Regions from separate parts of the Sus scrofa genome. Here regions 2 and 3 are each linked to region 1. Evidence: chromatin contacts called from public Hi-C and promoter capture Hi-C data. All regions are on one chromosome and are shown on one strand. Each heading gives the region's core, a stretch centred on a gene start, on an enhancer-like site or on the middle of the called end of the contact. The rest is flanking DNA. Distances are from core to core; before and after follow the strand shown. Region 1 holds the start of SSR2 (translocon-associated protein subunit beta). Region 2 holds the start of SYT11 (synaptotagmin-11). Region 3 holds the start of GLMP (glycosylated lysosomal membrane protein).

Evidence for each region. Promoter capture Hi-C pulls out the DNA fragments that hold promoters and counts their contacts. A called contact is a pair of places that touch in the nucleus more often than the background predicts.
Region 2: a Hi-C map of liver shows a contact between it and region 1, with 6 times the contacts expected there. The contact joins the promoter of SYT11 here to the promoter of SSR2 in region 1. A contact is called at or near these places in 3 of 47 Hi-C or Micro-C datasets (heart right ventricle, liver and skeletal muscle) and 2 of 2 datasets of contacts at active chromatin or transcription factors (alveolar macrophages and skeletal muscle).
Region 3: a contact with region 1 is called in a promoter capture Hi-C map of liver, with 2.4 times the contacts expected there. The contact joins the promoter of GLMP here to the promoter of SSR2 in region 1. A contact is called at or near these places in 1 of 5 promoter capture datasets (liver) and 1 of 2 datasets of contacts at active chromatin or transcription factors (alveolar macrophages).

Annotation. Positions count from the first base shown.
Region 1 is chr4:94,009,472-94,012,171 of Sscrofa11.1, reverse strand. SSR2 (translocon-associated protein subunit beta) reads right to left here and starts at 1,448. Exons shown (of 6, transcript XM_001928470.5): 1 at 1,349-1,448; 2 at 491-645. The coding sequence starts at 645.
Region 2 is chr4:94,161,667-94,164,366 of Sscrofa11.1, reverse strand. It overlaps SYT11 (synaptotagmin-11), which reads left to right and starts at 1,276. Exons shown (of 4, transcript XM_001928804.6): 1 at 1,276-1,616. The coding sequence starts at 1,583. It overlaps GON4L (GON-4-like protein), which reads right to left and starts at 2,480. Exons shown (of 34, transcript XM_021089699.1): 1 at 2,386-2,480.
Region 3 is chr4:93,757,513-93,760,212 of Sscrofa11.1, reverse strand. GLMP (glycosylated lysosomal membrane protein) reads right to left here and starts at 1,274. Exons shown (of 5, transcript XM_005663295.3): 1 at 1,112-1,274; 2 at 1-167. The coding sequence starts at 1,231.

The DNA of each region.
Region 1 (2,700 bases), core at 199-2,698:
GGCATGTAGAAGTTCCCAGGCTAGGGGTCGAATTGGAACTACAGCTACCACCCACACCACAGCCACAGGAATGAGGGCTCTGAGCTGAGTCTGCAACCTAAACCTGAGCTCACAGCAACGCCAGATCCCTTAACCCACTGATCGAGGCCAGGGATTGAACTTGCATCCTCATGGATCCTAGTCAGATTCGTTTCTGCTGAGCCACATGGGGAACTCCTCTTTTCTGCCTTTTCATCCTTCTCTCCCTATTTCACACAATTCTTTCTTCTTCTCCACTATGAGACTCTAGCAACTCACAAAATTGGAGGATGGTTTCCTGTAGCTTAGGTAAGAATATCCTCCTCCAAAAGTCATCCAGCAGTGAATTCATTTACACACTATACCTGTTGCTGGAGTCCTCCCAAAGATAAATCATTACTGATCCCTGTTCCCAGTCAAGATACCTGAGAAGCTTAAAAGGGCCCAACCTATAGCTTCAGGGCCTCCTTACCTTGAGCCAACATTGTAGATGTTGTACTGTAAGGTCAAGTCTCGCCCCTCCACAGCATATCTGTTCAGCAGTGATTTGGAGGCCAAAAGCCTGGCTCCTTCTTCTGCTTGAGTGACAGCAAAGAGAGTCAACACCACGAATGCCAGCAGCCTCATCTTTGGAGGAAAAAGCAAGTGAGCAGTCAATCCAAGCATGTAAAACCACCAAAATCTTTCTGACAGTCCTTTCTTACAAAGTCCGTCAAAAGATCTTTTGAGCTCATCAAAGCAGCGGCCACTTTCACAGAGCAGAGTATACGCTACCAAAGCTGTCCCATTCGCAAGCTTCCCACCAAATCCACCCTGCAGCCCTCGAAAATCTGTAGACCTCCAGGGCATATCTGCTACCTATTACTGCGAGGGGTCCTGGGTGCTCCCCAATTACTGGGGTCTTCTGAGAGAGCTCCATGTGGCCAGAATAGAGGTTTCCTTGGCCTGCCGCATTTCGGCCCATCTCGGAACTGTAGCAGCCTCTAGCTTTCCTTCACACAGGAATCCCTCACGACTGTTGCCTTTCCCCGGCTGCTATTCCTCCACCAGCACCCCAGGTATCCCAATGCGCGCTAGCGGGGTCCTCCCTCACGCCCCTGTATCCTACTGTCCATTTTTCCCGCGGGACCGCATTCGTCCTCGTCTTCCACATCCCTTTCTGGGGCCCTCTGAGGGCTTAGTCTGTTCTGCCCCCCCTCCGTCTCTTGCCAAGATTACACGTCCTCCAGCCAGCGTGCTCTATTCCCTCCCCGCCCTGCCAAAGCTAACCCTCAGCCGCTGAGTGTTGTGTGGACACGAACTTTGGCACCCCCAGAATCAAAGGACTCACCGTGCGCACCCCACAAACCCTTCAGGGGGCCACGAAGGCCGGAAGAGAGCGTCAGCACCCGAAAGACCGGAAATGAGCTCTGGCCGGAAACGTTGGTACTCTGCTGGATGCCTTCTGGGAGTTGTAGTTCTCAGACAAGCCCCACCTTTCCTTTGTAGAGCGCGCCTGCCTCCGGGATGCTGCAGCCTCTGTGATCGATTTGTCTGTGCTCCTTCACGCTTTTCTTTCTTTTCTTTCACGCTTTTATTATTCTGCCGTCTAGAGTGGCTTTTCAAGCTGGCTTTCCAGTACCGTAGATGACCAGCACCTGATTAAGTGCTTTGTGGGACTGGCAAACGTAGAGATTAGGATCTTCTGTCTACAATGTCGAGTGTACTATCGAGCTAGGAATTAGAGAAAAACTGTTGCTCTCCGGGCTACCACCATTCTCTGTATTTCTAGGCGAAAAATTTACTCATCTTCTATATCCAGCTAGCTACCCTAGAAAGCCCTGAACTTTCCTTAGAAGCCCTTTGAGGTTCCAAAAAAGTAGATCCTTTCTTTAATTTTTTTTTTTTTTTTTTAGGGCCTCTCCTGAGGCATATGGATGTTCCCGGGCTAGCCGCCTCTGCTGTCTGCATCACAGCTCAGTGGAAGCTTAACCCACTGAGCCCACTGAGTGAGGCCAAGGATTGAACCCTAGTCCTCATGGACACTAGTCGAGTTCATTACCGCTGAGCCACAACGGGAACTCCGGCTTGGTTTTTGGTTTTTTTCTGATTGTTTCTGATCTGGAAAATCTACCTTCATGATTAGGTGCTATTTCTCTAGTGTACACTTATTCAGAGATCCTACAGTGATGCTGAACGCACAGGAGGTGCTCAAGAAACACCTGCTGATTGGATGAATTTTCATCATCTCTATTTACAGTCTCCTTATTGGAATCTATTCTGACTAGAGGAGAGATTTGAGAGTCAATTGCTAAGGAAAATATTTCCATTGAAAGACTTCCAAAAAAATACAACTTCTTCCTGCCATCTTCAAGGGAACCCCACCAAGAGATTGAAGTAGAACTTTTTTTTTTTTTTTTTTGTCTTTTTTTTGTTGTTGTTGTTGTTGTTGTTGTTGCTATTTCTTTGGGCCACTCCCGGGGCATATGGAGATTCCCACGCTAGGGGTTGAATCGGAGCTGTAGCCACCGGCCTACGCCAGAGCCACAGCAACGCAGGATCCGAGCCGCGTCTGCAACCTACACCACAGCTCACGGCAACGCCAGATCGTTAACCCACTGAGCAAGGGCAGGGACCGAACCCGCAACCTCATGGTTCCTAGTCGGATTCGTTAACCACTGCGCCACGACGGGAACTCCTGAA
Region 2 (2,700 bases), core at 27-2,526, 150 kb before region 1:
TGGACTCAATCCATAATTATAAATTATAATTATTCATATCTATAAAACACTCCGCATTTAACAGAATGCTTTCACTTACGTTATCAAAGGTGATTTGATCTTCACAATAAATCCTGTGGCACAGTGGATATTATACCTTCCAATTTCCGCAGGACAAATTTTTGGCTCAACTGGGTAGATGATTTCACAAAGATAACTAGCTGTGAGAGGGAATCCAGTAGCCTCACTCTAGCTTCTAATGCATTAATCCGGTGTCCAGGATGGTGCCTGGGACATAGTCAATGTTCAATAAATTCAATACATGTGTTTTGAATGAATGAATGACTCCTAGAACCATGTTCTTTTCCTCTTTTCAAGAAGGACAAAATGTCAAAGCTGGAAAAATACATTCAACTCTCTCACTTTACAGGTGAACCACCACCAAATATTTATGCATTTAAATAATCTACCTGACCTGATCCTGTCTGTAAACAGAATCGGATAGGATGAAAGTAACCACAACCAAAATGAATGACGAAATTGATGTAATCATGGAGATAACCTGCAGTAGTCTGACGGTAACCTGAATCACCCTAAACCTTCCGAATGCCAAGGAAGTCTCTAGAAGCTTGGAGTTTCATTTGTGTCCTGCTTTTGGATCTACAGAATACACGGATCTGTTGGTTTTCACTGCCTCTCTCCATACTTCTCTTTCTCTCTTCCTCCATCCCTCCCTCACTCTCTCTCTCAAACTTCTCTAAGCAGCCCTAAGCACTTGAAGCTTTTACAAGAGAAATATCCAACACTGATTAACTTTGGCACTCTTCATTAGTCCTTTTTTAAAACAGTTTCAATCTACACACCACAAAACCCAGCCGTTTTACTTATACAATTAAATTATTTTCACTAAATTTTCAGAACTCTGCAACCATCACCACGTTTGGTCTTTAATCAGAGTTTCTGAAGTTTAAGAAAGGTTTCAAAATATTCTTTAGTGGTCTCATAAACTTATAATAATTGCAATTGATACTGAATGTAGGCAAGATAGAATTTTGTTTTTCCAAAATCCTGGGTCCCCCTCGGCCAGAATATTCAGTTACTATATTAAGCCCAGGGAACCGGAATCACAAGATCTATAGGCTCTCATATGATAAAATACCTACCTACACTTCTTAGGCCGCAGAGTTTTCGCCTTACAGACCCACAACCCATTAGTGGGCGGGGTCTCATTCTCTGGAAATCTTGGCGAAGGGAGAGGGCCCCTCCCAGAGGTCTTCCGGAAAGGGGCGGGTCTTGCCTTCCGGAACTTTTCGGACAGAGGCGGAGCCTTCTGCCGAGGGTCGTTCGGAAGAAGGCGGGGCCTACCTCGCATCAGGACCAGTCTGGCTGCACCTGCATCCTTAGCTCAGAGCATCCCTGGAGCATCTTAAGAGGCGACCGCAGCTGGCAACCAGGGACCAGACCGTCGCAGGAGGCGTCCGCCAGATACCTTCCCCCTCCCCTGACCTAGCGCTCTGCAGCGGCGGCCTAGGTACTGACCGGAGGTTCCCAGAGTTGCCTGACCAGTGCAAACGCGTTAATAGCAATAGCCTCCGATTACGACATGGCTGAGATCACCAATATCCGACCTAGCTTTGGTAAGTAGAATCTGGCAAACTAAGCTTGGGGTAGGCGAAACCGTTGCAAAACCAAGGGAGCCCAGGGGCTGGGCAGAGAGTGAAACCAAGACCAGGACCTTCAGGTGCTATCCGCTCTAAAATCGGGCCTGTGGTGATGCGTAGTAGGCAGTGGGCAGACCTGAACTTGAGCTATGGGCTGCAGGGGCTGGGAAGGCCAGAGCCACACCGAGGTTGGGGAGGTTCGGGATGCTAAAACCTTGTATGGTGCACTGTCAGCACTGCTGGAGGTGAGAAACAGAGAGCTTGCGGAGGATGTGAACCCCTCCTTCTGGGGGAGGAGAGGTGGGGTAGGCCGAGCCCTCCCCCTTGGGGCACGCAGGGCGGTGCCCCTTCCTCCTCCTCCCACTCCTTCAGGGCTGCGGGGGAGGGAGGTGGCAAGGGGATGGGGCATCAAGATGGCAGCTTGGAGACTGTGGGCTGTGTGGCTGGGAGCCAGGGGAGGTGGCGGCCTCTGGGGAGAGAAGGGTGCGGGGGTGGAGAGCCAAAAGCAAGCCACTCCTTAAGCCGGTCAGCTGGATGCTGGGGCTAGGAGAAAACGTGAGCCCTGCAATTTCTATTCTGCATCGTAATGGTGGGGTCCTCCTATGCTACCAAATGGCGCTTGGCGCTGCTGGGCTAGGGGATGACGTGATGTCTATTTCTGGGCCTCCTGGCAGCGCCTAGGCTCTTCTTCCCGGGCCTTTGTTCCCTGTTTCCCTAGACTGGTTTTTCAAAAAGGGGGACTCACCCGCTCTGGTGCTGGCGGGGGCCTGATCCAGGCCGGAGGGGGAGGGGCGAAAAAGGCTGAGCCCTGGGGAGGCCGCTTTGTGTACCAGAGAAAGCATTACGTCATCTCGGAGCCGCTGGTCCCCGACCCAGCCCTACGGGCTCGGAGATCAGTTACGCTCCCTGGAGCAGCGAGTGGGGTGGAAAATAGGGAAGCAGATGGGAAAGAGAAGCTCGAGAAGAAGCAAAGTTTTTCCTCTTGGGAGATTCCTCCAAAATGTGCTAGGGTAGCAAACTTCCTGTGCTATGCTTTCCTGGACCAAAAATAAAAAAAGAA
Region 3 (2,700 bases), core at 25-2,524, 250 kb after region 1:
GTAGGGTCGTGAATGGGGTGGCCTCGAAATGTGGCACTCAGGGTGGCAGGATCCAATGAATCAGTGATGTTGTTCCAAGAGAACTCAGCCAAGGAATACGGAGGATACGATTTTCTTGGAGGCTTTGTCACTGCATCGGATGTGTTGGTGCTGTCAAATTCAAACAGCTGGCGGGTGGGGGTGAGGAGGGACTGGGCTTGCCAGAGTCCAGGTTTCTCCTGAGTCACCACCCCCCAAGTCACTGCCCCCCACCCCCGGCTCTCATACCTCTATTTCATCTACCCCCAGTCTTCAGTTTCTCTAACTCAAATGAAGTCTCTCCTCTGTACTGATTCCCTTCGGTTTCCCCCAACCTCCTCACCCTGGTAAAGACAACGGCAGAAGAAAATTGGATGCTGTCTTTGGGGAGCACCATCAAGCTCCCTTCAGGGTCAGAGGAGATCAGGAGGCTCCAGTTCACACGCAGGGTGCTGTGGGGGGTATTGGTGGCCACTAGTAGCACTGCTGGGGGCCCTAGGCTGCTCCACACATAGTGCAGTGTGGAGTTGGTACCCACTGCATGGATATGAAGCAGGTTCTGGGGAGGGTCCAGCCCGTCAGAGATGACCTCCAGAGACACCTAGAACATGGAGTAGTGGGAGGGTCAAGGGAACAGGATCAGGGAGAGACACAGGGCAGATGTTTGGGGACAGGGAAGGGGGCTTGGGAAATGATGGGGAAACGGTGGGACCTTGGGGCCTAGGCAAGAGCAATGCTTGTGGGAGCTAAGAGATTCCTGCTGTAAGGAGAGGTGGGTAGAGAAAACGGCCTTGACTCTAGTGGAGAGATAAGGACACAGGGCTGAGAGAAGAAAAAAAAAAAAAAAATCCAATACTTGCCTGGATCTGGCTTACTCAGGGCTAAGTCAGAGTTCAGATTTCCCGGGAAGACAGGAAGCCCTCATACATCCTACTTCTCAATTCTGTCCCATGATCCATGGCTGTCCCCACCCCCAGGGTTGAAGAAACTCTTCTCAATGCAAGCACCCTCCACCCCCACCTCTCGGTTATCCTAGATTCCAACCACCCTTCAAGGCAGCACATCCTGAAACAGGATTGCTCTAGTCCCTCACCTGGCGGGTTTCCTCCCCCAGCAGGCCAAAAGGAGCTGCTGTCAGAAGTAGACTCAGGAGGAGCACGGGGCTGGGGACATAGTGCCCCCAACCCCGGCAGGGCTCCTCACAGCTACCCATGCAGTTCTAACTTCAGAGGGCGGAAGAGACGCTGGGTCATATGACTCAGAGATTCAGCTGATCTCTTTAAAGGGCGGGGCCATCACAGCAGTTCTTAAAGAGACCGCCTCCCTTAACTCAGATTTAGGCTTGCGTGAGAATAGAATCAGAAAGGTTAAGCGGAGAGTTCTCTGATGGCCTAGCGCGTTGAGAATCCTATGTTCTCACTGCTGTGGCTCTGGTTGCTGCTGTGCGGCGTAGGTTCGATCCCTGGCCCAGGAATTTCCGCACACTGACCGTGTGGCAAAAAAGGGAAAAAAAAAAAAAAGTTAAGCATTGTTCATCATCCCCAACTGAGCTGGCAAGCAAGTCATCCTGGCCTAGATTGGCAGACATATTCCCAAATATTCCCAACCTCTCCTACCCAACTGTCCCACTAAACTAAGCTGTAAGTGGGCATGTTGTCTGGATTCAAGATTCAAATGGAATCTGCAAAACGACTCTGAGGCAGGGAAGGCACAGAGGAAATTTGAAGGAATGTGGGGCGGTGGGGGCAGGGGATAGCACACCTCAGAGGGAACTTTTTGTCAATTATTACTATTTACTGAGTTTCCAGGTATGCACATTCTTGTCTGGAAGAGCTCACAATTTTATGGTTGAGAAAAGAAACTTCAGAAAATAGAAAATGAAAGCAGTATTTTTCAAAGGGAGTTGATGTCTGGCTAAACAAATGCTTTTTTTTTTTTTTGTCTTTTTGCCATTTCTTGGGCCACTCCAGCGGCATATGGGAGGTTCCCAGGCTAGGGGTCAAATCAGAGCTGTAGCTGCCGGCCTATGCCAGAGCCACAGCAGCGCAGGATCCAAGCTGAGTCTGCAACCTACACCACAGCTCACAGTCGGATTGTTAACCCACTGAGCAGGGGCAGGGATCGAACCCGCAACCTCATGGTTCCTAGTCAGATTCGTTAACCACTGCGCCACGATGGGAACTCCTGAATGCACTTTTTTTTTTTTTTTTTGTCTTTTGCCTTTTTGTTGTTGTTGTTGTTGTTATTGTTGCTACTTCTTGGGCCGCTCCCGCGGCATATGGAGGTTCCCAGGCTAGGGGTTGAATCGGAGCTGTAGCCACTGGCCTACGCCAGAGCCACACCAACGCGGGATCCGAGCCACGTCTGCAACCTACACCACAGCTCACAGCAACGCCGGATCGTTAACCCACTGAGCAAGGGCAGGGATCGAACCCACAACCTCATGGTTCCTAGTCGGATTCGTTAACCACTGCGCCACGACGGGAACTCCACTGAATGCACTTTTTGATTTGGGTTTTTTTTTTTAGCCTAATCCTAAAATTATTTGACTAAAAATAAATGCACATGGTATAATATTCGTAAGGTACCAAAGGATTATCACCCCTTCTCCTCTGCAACCTGGGTCCTTCCTTGAGACAACCGCTATTACCAGCTTATGTATCCTTCCTAAAAACATTCTAT